Regions from separate parts of the Capra hircus genome. Here region 2 is linked to region 1. Evidence: chromatin contacts called from public Hi-C data. All regions are on one chromosome and are shown on one strand. Each heading gives the region's core, a stretch centred on a gene start, on an enhancer-like site or on the middle of the called end of the contact. The rest is flanking DNA. Distances are from core to core; before and after follow the strand shown.

What was found. A called contact is a pair of places that touch in the nucleus more often than the background predicts.
Region 2: a Hi-C map of liver shows a contact between it and region 1, with 5 times the contacts expected there. The contact joins two enhancer-like sites.

What each region holds. Positions count from the first base shown.
Region 1 is chr28:18,191,041-18,196,342 of ARS1.2, forward strand. UNC5B (netrin receptor UNC5B) reads right to left here. Exons shown (of 17, transcript XM_018042461.1): 3 at 565-708; 4 at 4-107. Among named protein-coding and RNA genes, the nearest start is that of SLC29A3, 29 kb to the left of the region's middle. Within about 2 kb of position 2,936, at least 1 of the 5 cell types and tissues checked has an H3K27ac peak or open chromatin away from gene starts, as enhancers often do.
Region 2 is chr28:18,523,823-18,529,124 of ARS1.2, forward strand. No RefSeq gene overlaps it. Among named protein-coding and RNA genes, the nearest start is that of PCBD1, 32 kb to the right of the region's middle. Within about 2 kb of position 2,714, at least 1 of the 5 cell types and tissues checked has an H3K27ac peak or open chromatin away from gene starts, as enhancers often do.

The sequences.
Region 1 (5,302 bases), core at 1,686-4,185:
CACCTCAGCCACAGGCACGCCCTCCGGTGGGCGGCACTGCAGGAGAACTTCATGGTCCAGGGGCACTTCCTTGCCCAGAGGCTCCTGATCAAAGTTCTTGCGCAGGTCTGGGAGAAGGGAAAGGGTTCCAAGGCACCGTCAGGCCAGGGCAGGGGGGAGGCCAGTCAGGCAGAGCTGGATCCTGAAGTGCCCCCTTCTAGCCACGAGGTGGCAGTACACACCAAGGAAATTTCACCAGGACTCCGGGCCTTTATCAGGGGAATCTCTTCTCCAAGATAGGGGCCTTACCAGGTAGACTGAGGGGAACCAAGTTCCCGCCCTAACTCTGGGATCCTATGCACATGATGACTAGGGAAGCTGATGGCTTTGTTATATAAATAAGTAGGCAAAAAAGGGTCATTAGAAATTCTGGCCAAAGGTGGCACAGGCTCTGGGTCTTGGAGCCTTCCTCTAAGCTGGTGGCCCCCGTGCCCTCATGTCTGTGTGTAGAACTCTCCCTCCAGGATCCACGGGGAAAGGGGAGAGGGCCCAAGGGAGCGGGGTCGGGGCGTCTGGGCAGCGTACATGCGATGCGGACGTAGGCCCGGCGACTCTTGGTGGTGCCCGCAGAGCTCCAGGCTACGCACTGGCACCAGTAGTCCTCCAGCCCGAACAGCTCCTCTACCTGCTGCCGCGACACCTCGATCTGCACCTCTCGCACCTGCAGGCCTGGGAGGAGGAGAGAGGCGTGGTGGGCGGGGGGCAGGCCTGGGAGGAGGAGAGAGGCGCGGGCGGGGGGCAGGCCTGGGAGGAGGAGAGAGATGCGGTGGGGGGCAGGCCTGGGAGGAGGAGAGAGATGCGGGGGTGGGGTGGGCGGGGGCAGGTCTGAGGGCAGGAGACACAGGATGTGGGACCATGACATCTCACTCCCTACCCTCCAGTCCTGGGGGCTCCTCTCCCACTGCCTCCTGTTTCCCTTTTTCTCATCTCTTCTGCTTCGAGCCCGGCCCAAGCCACCACCACAGCTCCCCTGGAAACTCAATAATGGCTAACCCAAGCCCTCTGCCCTCATCAGTCCACTTGCCACCCTGCAGACAGCGCGTGCTCTCTGAAAGGTCCAAGTGGCATGCCGCTCCCCTGCTACGTCCCTGCCATCCCAGTGTAAAGACCCAGACCCTCCGTGCGGCCTCCAGGCCCTGTACGATCTATCCACTGCAGCCTCATTGGGCGTCTTTGAGGCCCTCATGCTCCCCCAGCCTCCCTAGTCACAGAGCCTTTGCTCATCCAGTCCCTTGCCTGAGACTCTTCCTCTGTCCTTTCTGTGTCCAGTGAACTCCCAGTGAGCATCTGCTTTGGGCTAGGTCTCACTTTGGAGGGAAGCCCCTCAATGCTGGCCCACCCCCACCAGCTCTCAGAGAACCACTCAGCACTCCCATGGGTGCACTGGACACTGGTCTCTGCAGTTACCATTCCCCACCCAGCCCGACTCCTCATGGCACTGCCATGGTCTGAAACTATACTATGTATTGCCATGTTCAGGCATTAACTGTAACTCCTGCAGGAGAATGAGGTGGGGCTTTGCCCTGTTCACTGCTGTGGCCCAGGGTCTGGGACAGTCAGCAAGCTCAACCAATATGAGGTAAGCGTGTGGTCTCTGGTCACTGCTCAGGAGACTGCAGGGCTGAAGCTAAGAGGAGGCCCCTTTTCTCAAAGGCTCCTTGTTGGGGCCCGAGGGGTTCCCTGGATAACTGGATCCACCGGCACACACAAAAGGAATCATTTACTCTTTTGCCATCGCTCCCTCAATGACAAAATGCTCTATGTTCAAGTAAGGGATGAAGCCTCCTGGATGAGGGTGTCCATCTGAAGCTCCTCCCAAAGCTTGTGAAAGAAGTGAGACTGCCTCCTCCAGGAAGCCCTCCCTGACTGCCCTGTCTCTCCTCCTTGACATCAGGTATCTCAGTTCATCCTCTCCTGGTTGCACGTGGGTTCTGATAAGCCCCTCGAGGGCAGGAATGTTGAGTGTACACCTTGTGGAACTACGGCATGCTGGTTAGGTGGAGGACTGGATGGGTTCTTGACAGGTTTGAAGCCTAGCCCCACCCTCACTCCCCATCTGTGTGACCTTAGCTAAGTTATGGATACTTAGCCTCTCTGAACCTTGGTTCCCTCATCAGAGTAAAACACTCAAGGTAAATTCTAAATGAGTCATGGCAATTACAGTACCCAGACCAGGCTGGACACACATCTACTCTGGCAGCCCATATGGATCTCATTCAGTTCTAGGGAGAAACTGAAACGCAGAGATGGTAGGTGGCAGGCCCAAAGTCCCACAGCAAGTTGCCAGCAAAGCTGAGATCAGCTACTAGGCATCTTGCCCCAGTTAGAGCTCTGCCTGGTAATAAATGACACCTCTCTGGACCTCTCCCAATGAAATCACTGCCTTAACTCTCCTGCATCCTAAGGGAGGGGGGCCCTTACACTGGGAGCTGAGGCAGTAAGGAATCCCCTCCTGATGGCAGGGGATCTAAATTGGGGGTGGGGGCTGGGAGTTTGCTAGCAGGGAGCACCAGGAGGGAAGAGGCTTCTTGCAGAGGGCTTTCCGGGGGGTCAGGGGGAGCGGTGCCTGGCCCACAGGCAGCCACTGCTACCTGGAGTGCTTGCTTCCAAGAGATGCTGCATGGTCTGGGGTAGGAGAGTGGGGCCCCGCCCTTTACTTACCAGGCTGGGAGCCTGGAGGAATGGCCTTTCTCAAAGGGGCCATCCATCCAGGTTTCAGGAGCACCCAAGAATTGGACAGACAAACCACCACCCAGTAGGGCTGGACACCTTGGCAGTGGTCACCAGCAGGAAGACAGGAGGCCAGGGGCCTTCAGTCTTCTGGACTTGGGCCCCAGGTGAGGTGTCCCCCAGCACGACAGGCAGTGCCTGACCTGACACCCAGGGTTGGGCTGCCTGCCTCGATCTGGCATGAGCTACTGGGTGGGCTTGCCCTGCCTCTGTTGGCCCCCTCTGTCATCCTCTGTGTTTCCAGGGCTTCAGGGAGGGCCAAGGAGGGCCAGGGGCAGGAGCAGGAGGAATCAGCCACAGTGCTGCCAAGGGTGTGGCCTGCTGGACCATTGTCCATTCTTTGTAGCTAATGGGGACAACGGTGCCTTGATTTCTAGGATGGGCAGGGCTTGTGTGCCTGGTAGCAGAGGACTAAGAGCCACCCTGTTGCCAGTAGTCACAGGGTCTGTGAGGGGCCTTCAGGGCCAGAGGGGGTCAGGGGGACAGAGAAGTAACAACAAGTTTCCAGAGGAAAGAGGCAAACAAAAACCCAGAAGGAAGATGGAGGAAATGGGCATTTATTAAGCACCTGCCGAGTCCCGGCAGTGTGCTCAATGCTGTGTAGGCACCACCTTGCTCCGTCCTCACTAGGGCCTTCTGTTAATATCCCAGTTTATAAGGAGAGGAACTGAGGCATAGAGAGGTTGAATGACTTCCTCAGGGTCACACAGCCAGAGCATGGAGGCAGCTGGGATACAGGTTATTTTTTCCTTTTAAAAATTCTTCTTTTAAGATTTTGGGTGAGAATGGGATTCCAAATCTAACTTTTTAAATTCTTGAGATTCTTTAAAAAATTTTGGTGAAATATACATAAACCTACAACTTACCATTTTAACCAATTTTTAGGATATAGTGTTGGGTGGCATGAAGTACCTTCTGGGGTATGATTTTGAACCTGAATGGTTCTGAAATCTGTCAGCTTTTCATAGAAAAATAGAAGTTGAAGAAGGAGAGAGAATGAAAGAGAGTATGTCAGGGGAGAGACACTAGAATGAAAAAGAGAGACACACAAGAAAAGAGAGACGTAAAGAAAAAAGACAATATACAAAATACAGAACTGATGAGAATCTACAGTATAGCTCAGGGAACTCTACTCAATGTTCTGTGGTGACCTAAATGGGAAGGAAATCCGAAAAAGAGGGGATATATGTATACATGTAACTATCCACTTTGCTACAGCAGAAACTAAGACAACATTATAAAGCAACTATACTCCACTAAAAGTTAGTTAAAAGAAAAAAGGAGAAAAGGCAGACACAAAAAGGAGACAGGGATGAGAAGGGAGAGGCAGAGAGACAGCAGGAAGGAGGGAAGGGATGAATGAGGAGGAGAAAGAAAAGATCAGGGAAGAGAGGTTAAAAATGAAATCAAAGACAAGGCAGGCTCTGGGGTGAAGGAACCACCTGGAGGCTGGGGTTGGCTGGCATTGCATAAAGCTGGCCGCCCACAGGCAACCAGAGTGGATGGCCCGCGTTGCTGGCCTGAGTCTAGGAAAGGCTTTCTACCCTCAAGGGTCCTGTACTGTAAATAGGGGCTGGGCTCATGAGATGAGAGGAACCTGGGGCTCTGCCTCCTGCCCGGAGCTGGGGGTTGCCCGGGGAGCCGCACACACCTCACTTTTCCTCCTCGTTTCCCACGCTTCTGTCACCCTCCTTTCCTGCAGGACTCGGGTGACATCCTAGCACCACCTCTATGGTTATTTACGTAGTATTATTAAGCTGGGTTTTTTTTTTAATTTGTTTATTGAAGGATAATTGCTTTACAGAATTTTGTTCTTTTCTGTCGAACCTCAACATGAATCAGCCATAGGTATACGTATATCCCCTCTTTTTTGAAGCTCCCTCGCATCTCCCGTCCCATCCCACCCCTCTAGGTTGATACACAGCCCCTGTTTGAGTTTGCTGAGCCATACAGCAAATTCCCGTGGCCATCTATTTTACATATGGTAATGTAAATTTCCATGTTACTCTTTCCATACATCTCACCCTCTCCTCCCCTCTTTCCAATTCCATGAGTCTATTCTCTATGTCTGTTTCTCCACTGCTGCCCTGTAAATAAATTCTTCAGTACCATTTTTCTAGATTCCATTTATATGCATTAGAATACAATATTTATCTTTCTCTTTCTGACTCACTTCACTCTGTATAATAGGTTCTAGGTTCATCCACTTCATCAGAACTGCCTCAAATGCCTTCCTTTTTATGACTGAGTAATACCCCATTGTATATATGTACCACAGCTTCTTTATCCATTCATCTGTCGATGGATATCTAGGTTGCTTTCATGTTCTGGCTATTGTAAATTGTGCTGCAATGAACAATGGGATACATGTGTTTTTTTAAATTTTGGTTTCCTCAGGTACATGCCTAGGAGTTAGATTGCTTGGTCATATGGTGGTTTTATTCCTAGTTTTTTAAGGAATCTCCATACCATCTTCCATAGTGACTGTATCAATTTACATTCCCACCAACAGTGCAAGAGCATTCCCTTTTCT
Region 2 (5,302 bases), core at 1,464-3,963, 330 kb after region 1:
TTCCCACCATATACACAAGGCTCAGAGAGCCTGCCTGTCCACAGACCCCAGGTGCCACCCTGTCCTGCACAACTGGTAAGATAGAGACCCCTGGGCAGCCCCAGCCAGCCCAGACAACATGAGAAAAGGGTCTTGCTGTGACCTCGATGGCAGTGCTGGCCTTATCAGAGGCAAAGGATGGATTGAAGGACCTCAGCCAGGAATGGGCCTGTCTCTTACATGAACTGGAGTGTTTCGAGGCCCACCTATCCCAGGAAGTGACCTGGGATTGCCAAAAGGGCGCCCAGCGAGTGAGGGAGCAGTTTTCAAGGAACTGAAAAGGAAGAAAGGCATTGTGAGGAATCAGGGAGAGCTTCCTGGAGGAGGGGATGGGGAGAGAGTCTTGCACAGAGAGGGAGAGACAGAAGCAAAGCAGCAATAGGTTCAGGAACTGCAAGCTGCAGGAGGGCAGGGGAGGCACCTGTCTGCTGTGCACAGCACCCACCCTCCAGAGGGACTCAGGAACTAGGTATTAAAGGAGGGTCGGAATGAGTGGGCTTGACTGGAGGGAGGCAGGAGACAGATGCGCCCAGTGGGAAAGATGGCTGAGGGGCACCCCTAACTCGGGGTGTGGGCAGCACTCTGGGGTCAGCACTGGCCTTCTCAGTGGTACTGGGGGCACTGATGCTGTTGTCACTGTATCTGTCAGGCATGATATAGTTGCATCCATAGGGCACGCATGCTGGAGGAAACTCTCCCAGCAGGCCCAGCAGACCCCCCAGAAAGCAGTCCTTCAGTCTGCGGCAGAAGGGAGGTCACCAGGGGCTGGGAGTGGTGGGGGATCTAGTGGCCCTCACCTCAGTGCCCTGGGGAAGCAGCAGAAGATGGACCGAGGACTAGAGGGAGGTCACGTGGACAGGGGTTCTGAGAGGCGCCACAGAGTCTGGGCTGATGATCCTCCATCCCCGAAAGCCATGGGCGGCCAGGGATGCGTTGGCTGACACAGAGCTGTGCGTGAATGCCCCTCGAAGGAGGGGTTCCCGGTGAGGCTGGGAGTGGAGTCAAGTCTGTTTACTGATTTATTGGTTGCACTAGCTCTTTGTTGCTCTGCACGGGCTTTCTCTAGTTGTGGCTAGATGGGGTTACTCCTCATTGCAGCGTGCAGGCATCTCACTGTGGTGGCTTCCCTTGTGCGGAGCACAGGCTCTGGGCACACGGGTTTCAGTGGTTACAACACATGGGCTCAGCTGCCTCGCGGCATGTGGGATCCTCCCAGACTAGGGATCTGCCCCCTGCACTGACAGGCGGATTCCTGGCCAGTGCACCACCAGGGAAGTCCCTGGAGTCGTCTTAAATGAGGTCCCTGCCTTTCTTCTTCAGGAAGAGTCAGCAAGGGCAGGGAGCCTTTCTCTTGTCTGGCTTCCTCCCCAGAACCCACAGAGGCCCCATTGTCCCTCACCCGGCCAGCCCAGTCTTGCCTGCCCTACGAAGGAGCTGTTTGTGCCTCCCTTTCCCCAACAAGTCCAGGAGGAGAGGCTGGTTCTGGGCCTCCTGAGCCGCTTTGAGGTGCTCGCTCACAACGGAGCTCCAAGTTCATTGCTAACCTCTGGTTGTTCTCATTTATAAGAAGGAAAACTGAGGGCCTGTTTCCCACCCCTGAAAACATAAGAGGACATCAGGACCAGAGCTCCAAATTTTGCCCTTGTCTCCAGCAGAGGAGCAGGGACTCCCTCAGGTCCTGTGGATTAGTCTGGAACAATTCCCCACGGTAGCCAGAACCTACAGCTTCACTCAGAATATGTGTGTCAGCCCAGGCTAGCCTAGAACTCTCTCCCAGCTTAGCCCAGACCCACCCATTAACCCAGAACATGCACATTAGCCTGGGTTAACCCAGAAAAGGATGGTTATCCCAGAGTACTTGGGTTGGCTTGGAACACCAGTTAGCCTAGGACAGCCCAGAATCAAGGGTCAGTTCAGGACATACAAGTTAGCCCAGGTTAGTCCACAACACACAGACTTCCTTGGCACTTGCAGGGTAGATTTAAAAAATTGAATGGTCCAATAGAATGATTTTTTTTTAATTTTTTAAACCTTTCTTCAAATCATAAAGTGGAGCTGTGTGCCTGAGGAGGATGGGGCCAGGCAGTGGTATGCTGGTAAATAGGAAACTTGGTATCCAGGGAACCACTCTGCCTTGAAGCATTTCCCTGTTTCCATCAATACTCCCGCCGTGGCTAATTTCAGGCCACCAACCCCTAAGCGCTGACTGTGGAGTTGAGAAAAGATGTCAGGATGCCAACAGTTGTGTCCACAAGCCAGACGAGCAGCACCTCACCACACCTTCCCCTCAGCACCCCCATCTTCTCTGGGAGCCCCAGGACACTAAGGATCTCCTTGCAGGGGCACCCAGGGCCAAGACGCAGAGGACATCCTCTGCTTAGGGATTCACTAGGTGACATCAGGCCTCTGAAACCTGAGCAGAACCTGGAAAAATGCCTCCTGGCCCCTGGCAAGCATGAGGCAGGTGGGAAGTGGAGTCAATGGGGAGATCTGGCCTAGAATTTCCCACGTGACATGGGCCAAGTCCTGTCTGCCCTCTGGGTCTCAGTCTTCCATCCGTACAAAGAAACTGTGGCCTCTAAGAAGCCCCACCCTGACGTTGACTCTGGAAGCCAGCCAAGCTCGCCTCTGCCACTTCCCACCTCGCCCCCTCCCCGGGCCTGGCACCTGGCCCTCAGCAGGCCGCGGCCCAGGCACTGAGTCAAGTTTCCTCAACTCCGAGCACACCTGTCCTCAGCCAGCTCCATCCGAGGGAGTGTGTGCCCCACACAGCAGCCCTGCACCGTGCCCGGCCCCATCAATGGTGATGCTCCAGATAGGAGGGGCTCCTCACAAGCACCGAGCGGGTTGAAAGGGCCCAACCTATGTTTTTATATTTTAATTCCTTTAATTGAAATTATGAAATGTTTTCAACATTCAGAAAAGGACATTTAGCCACCACCTGGATGTAACCGGTGTCAGCGTCCAGCCAGGTTGCCCCTGTCGGGACCTGCCTCAGGTGTCCCCTCCCTCCTCATACGCACTGCAGTGGGGGTGGGGGGCAGTGCCTGACATCTCCCCTCCCAGGCAGAGCCTCCCTGGGGGCAGGAGCGGCTTCTCTATGTCTCTGCATTGCGCTCCTGTCACAGGCTCATCTGACATCTCATCTGCCCTATAACCACCCCGTGAGACACAGGCGATGAAAGCTTTATTTATTCTCCCCATTTCACAGAAGAGGAAGCTGAGGCATAGAAGAGATTCACCTGATAGCACACAGCATATTGGCACCAGGTCAGCACTAGACCCAAGTCCGTCCCTGAAACAAATATTCTCTTCCCCTGGGCACCCTCTCCTGTTCCTATCCCCTCAGGGCCTCCAGGAGGGGCCATTCATAACCATACTGTATCTGTAACTGTAAACTGGGACCTTTGCAGGCAGATTGGGCTCTGCCTCCATCCTATCACCGAAAACCTGCCACAAGAGCTGATTGAGAACCAGCCTCGAGTGAGGTATGGGGCGACTGTGACACAGAAGACACCACCCTGCCCCAGACGTGCACAGAGAAGCCAGGTGCCCCTTGACTTGCTTTCCAACGGGCTATGTGCTCTGGGGCATACAAAACACAGGGGTTATATGGAGCAGGAAGAGCCAACTTCCCAGAGCTGGTGGAGTTTGCTTTAGCTCTTGAAAGAGCAAGCCCCAGTAAGGCAGAGAAGAGGGGGAGACTCCACCTGGCAGAAAGCACCCTGTATTCAAAGGCTCAGTGGTGACAAAGTGAGGGGTTCTGAGAGGATGGGAAAGGAAGTGACAAAGATAGAAAAGCGCATTTCCCGCTCGTATATCCAACAGATTAATCAAATCTGCTATACATTTCACAAGGAACAAGAAACAAATATCTCGATCAAGAAAAAACAGATAAACCAACTTAGAAAACACTCATAAAAGACTCACACAGTATACAAAAGATGACCTCTGGCTGCACAACAAGCGCATGAAAAGTTTTTAACTTCATCAGTCATTAGGGACATGCAAATCAAAATCACAATGAGATACCATTATTCTCCCACCAGAATGTCTAAAATTAAAAAGGAATGGTAACCCCCAAGGTTGACAAGAATGTGGAGTTACCAAGAGGCTCATATGTTACTGGTGGGAGTGTTAATTGGTTCAACCACTTGGGACATTGTTTGGCAATGTTTACTGAGACTAAGCACATGCCTGTGTGATGATCTAACTTCCACTCACAGGTATTTACCCAAGAGAAATGAAAGCCAGTGACCGCCAAGAATGCGCACAAAAATGGTCGTCACAGCTAAAGACTGAAAACAACTCTAACATCCAACTACTGAAGAGAGGGGAATTAACTGATGGCACCTTCCTTCAGCAAAATACTACGCAGCAATGAAAAAGAAGAAATTCCCAACACAGGCAACTGGGTGCATGGCTCTCACAGATGGTGCTGAAAGAAAGGGAGACAGAATGAGTATATGCTATGTGGGCCCGTTTAAATAAAACTGAAGGGTGGATGAAATTAACTCTGGGGATTAAAGTCTGAATACTGGTTACCTCTGGGGAGATTATTGGTTGGAAAGGGGCACGGGTGAATGTGCTGGGCTGTTGGAATTGTTCTGTATCTCAATTAATGAGACATTTACATGGTGTATACATATACAGAAATCCATCCAGCTACACATAGCTGGATGGTGTCACCGAGGCAATGGACATGAACTTGGGCAAACTCCAGGAGATGGTGAGGGATGCGGAGGCCTGGTGTACTGCAGTCCATGAGGTTGCAAAGAGTCAGACACGATTGAGCAACTGAACAATAACACACACTTGAGATTTGAGCACTTTATACTAACTTTATACTAAGACGTATACTCCAATGAAATGCTCTCTTTTAATCCTTCTAGGTGCAGATGGAGAATGGAGTGGAGAGTGCAGAGGAGAACCGGGACAACCATTTGGGAGGCTTTTGCAACACCCTGGGTGAGAGAGAATGAGCAAACAAGCAGGAAACAGGTGCCAGGTGTGGGCTTACCCAGTCATGCTGCAAAAGGTCAGAGGAAGAAGTCAGTGGTGTGGGCAGGTGGGGGAGGCTTCGTAGGCAGAGGCATGGACTCCTTGGGGCACTGAAGCATGTCAACACAGCAAGGCATCATGTAGAACAGGCAGCCCTGCTCTCCCATCCCAAGACTCTGAGCAGCCTGAGCAGGTGAGCTCCCACCCCTGGCAGAGTTCAACAAGAAAAGCCAGCCCCGTTTGTTGAGCCCAGTGATGTCCA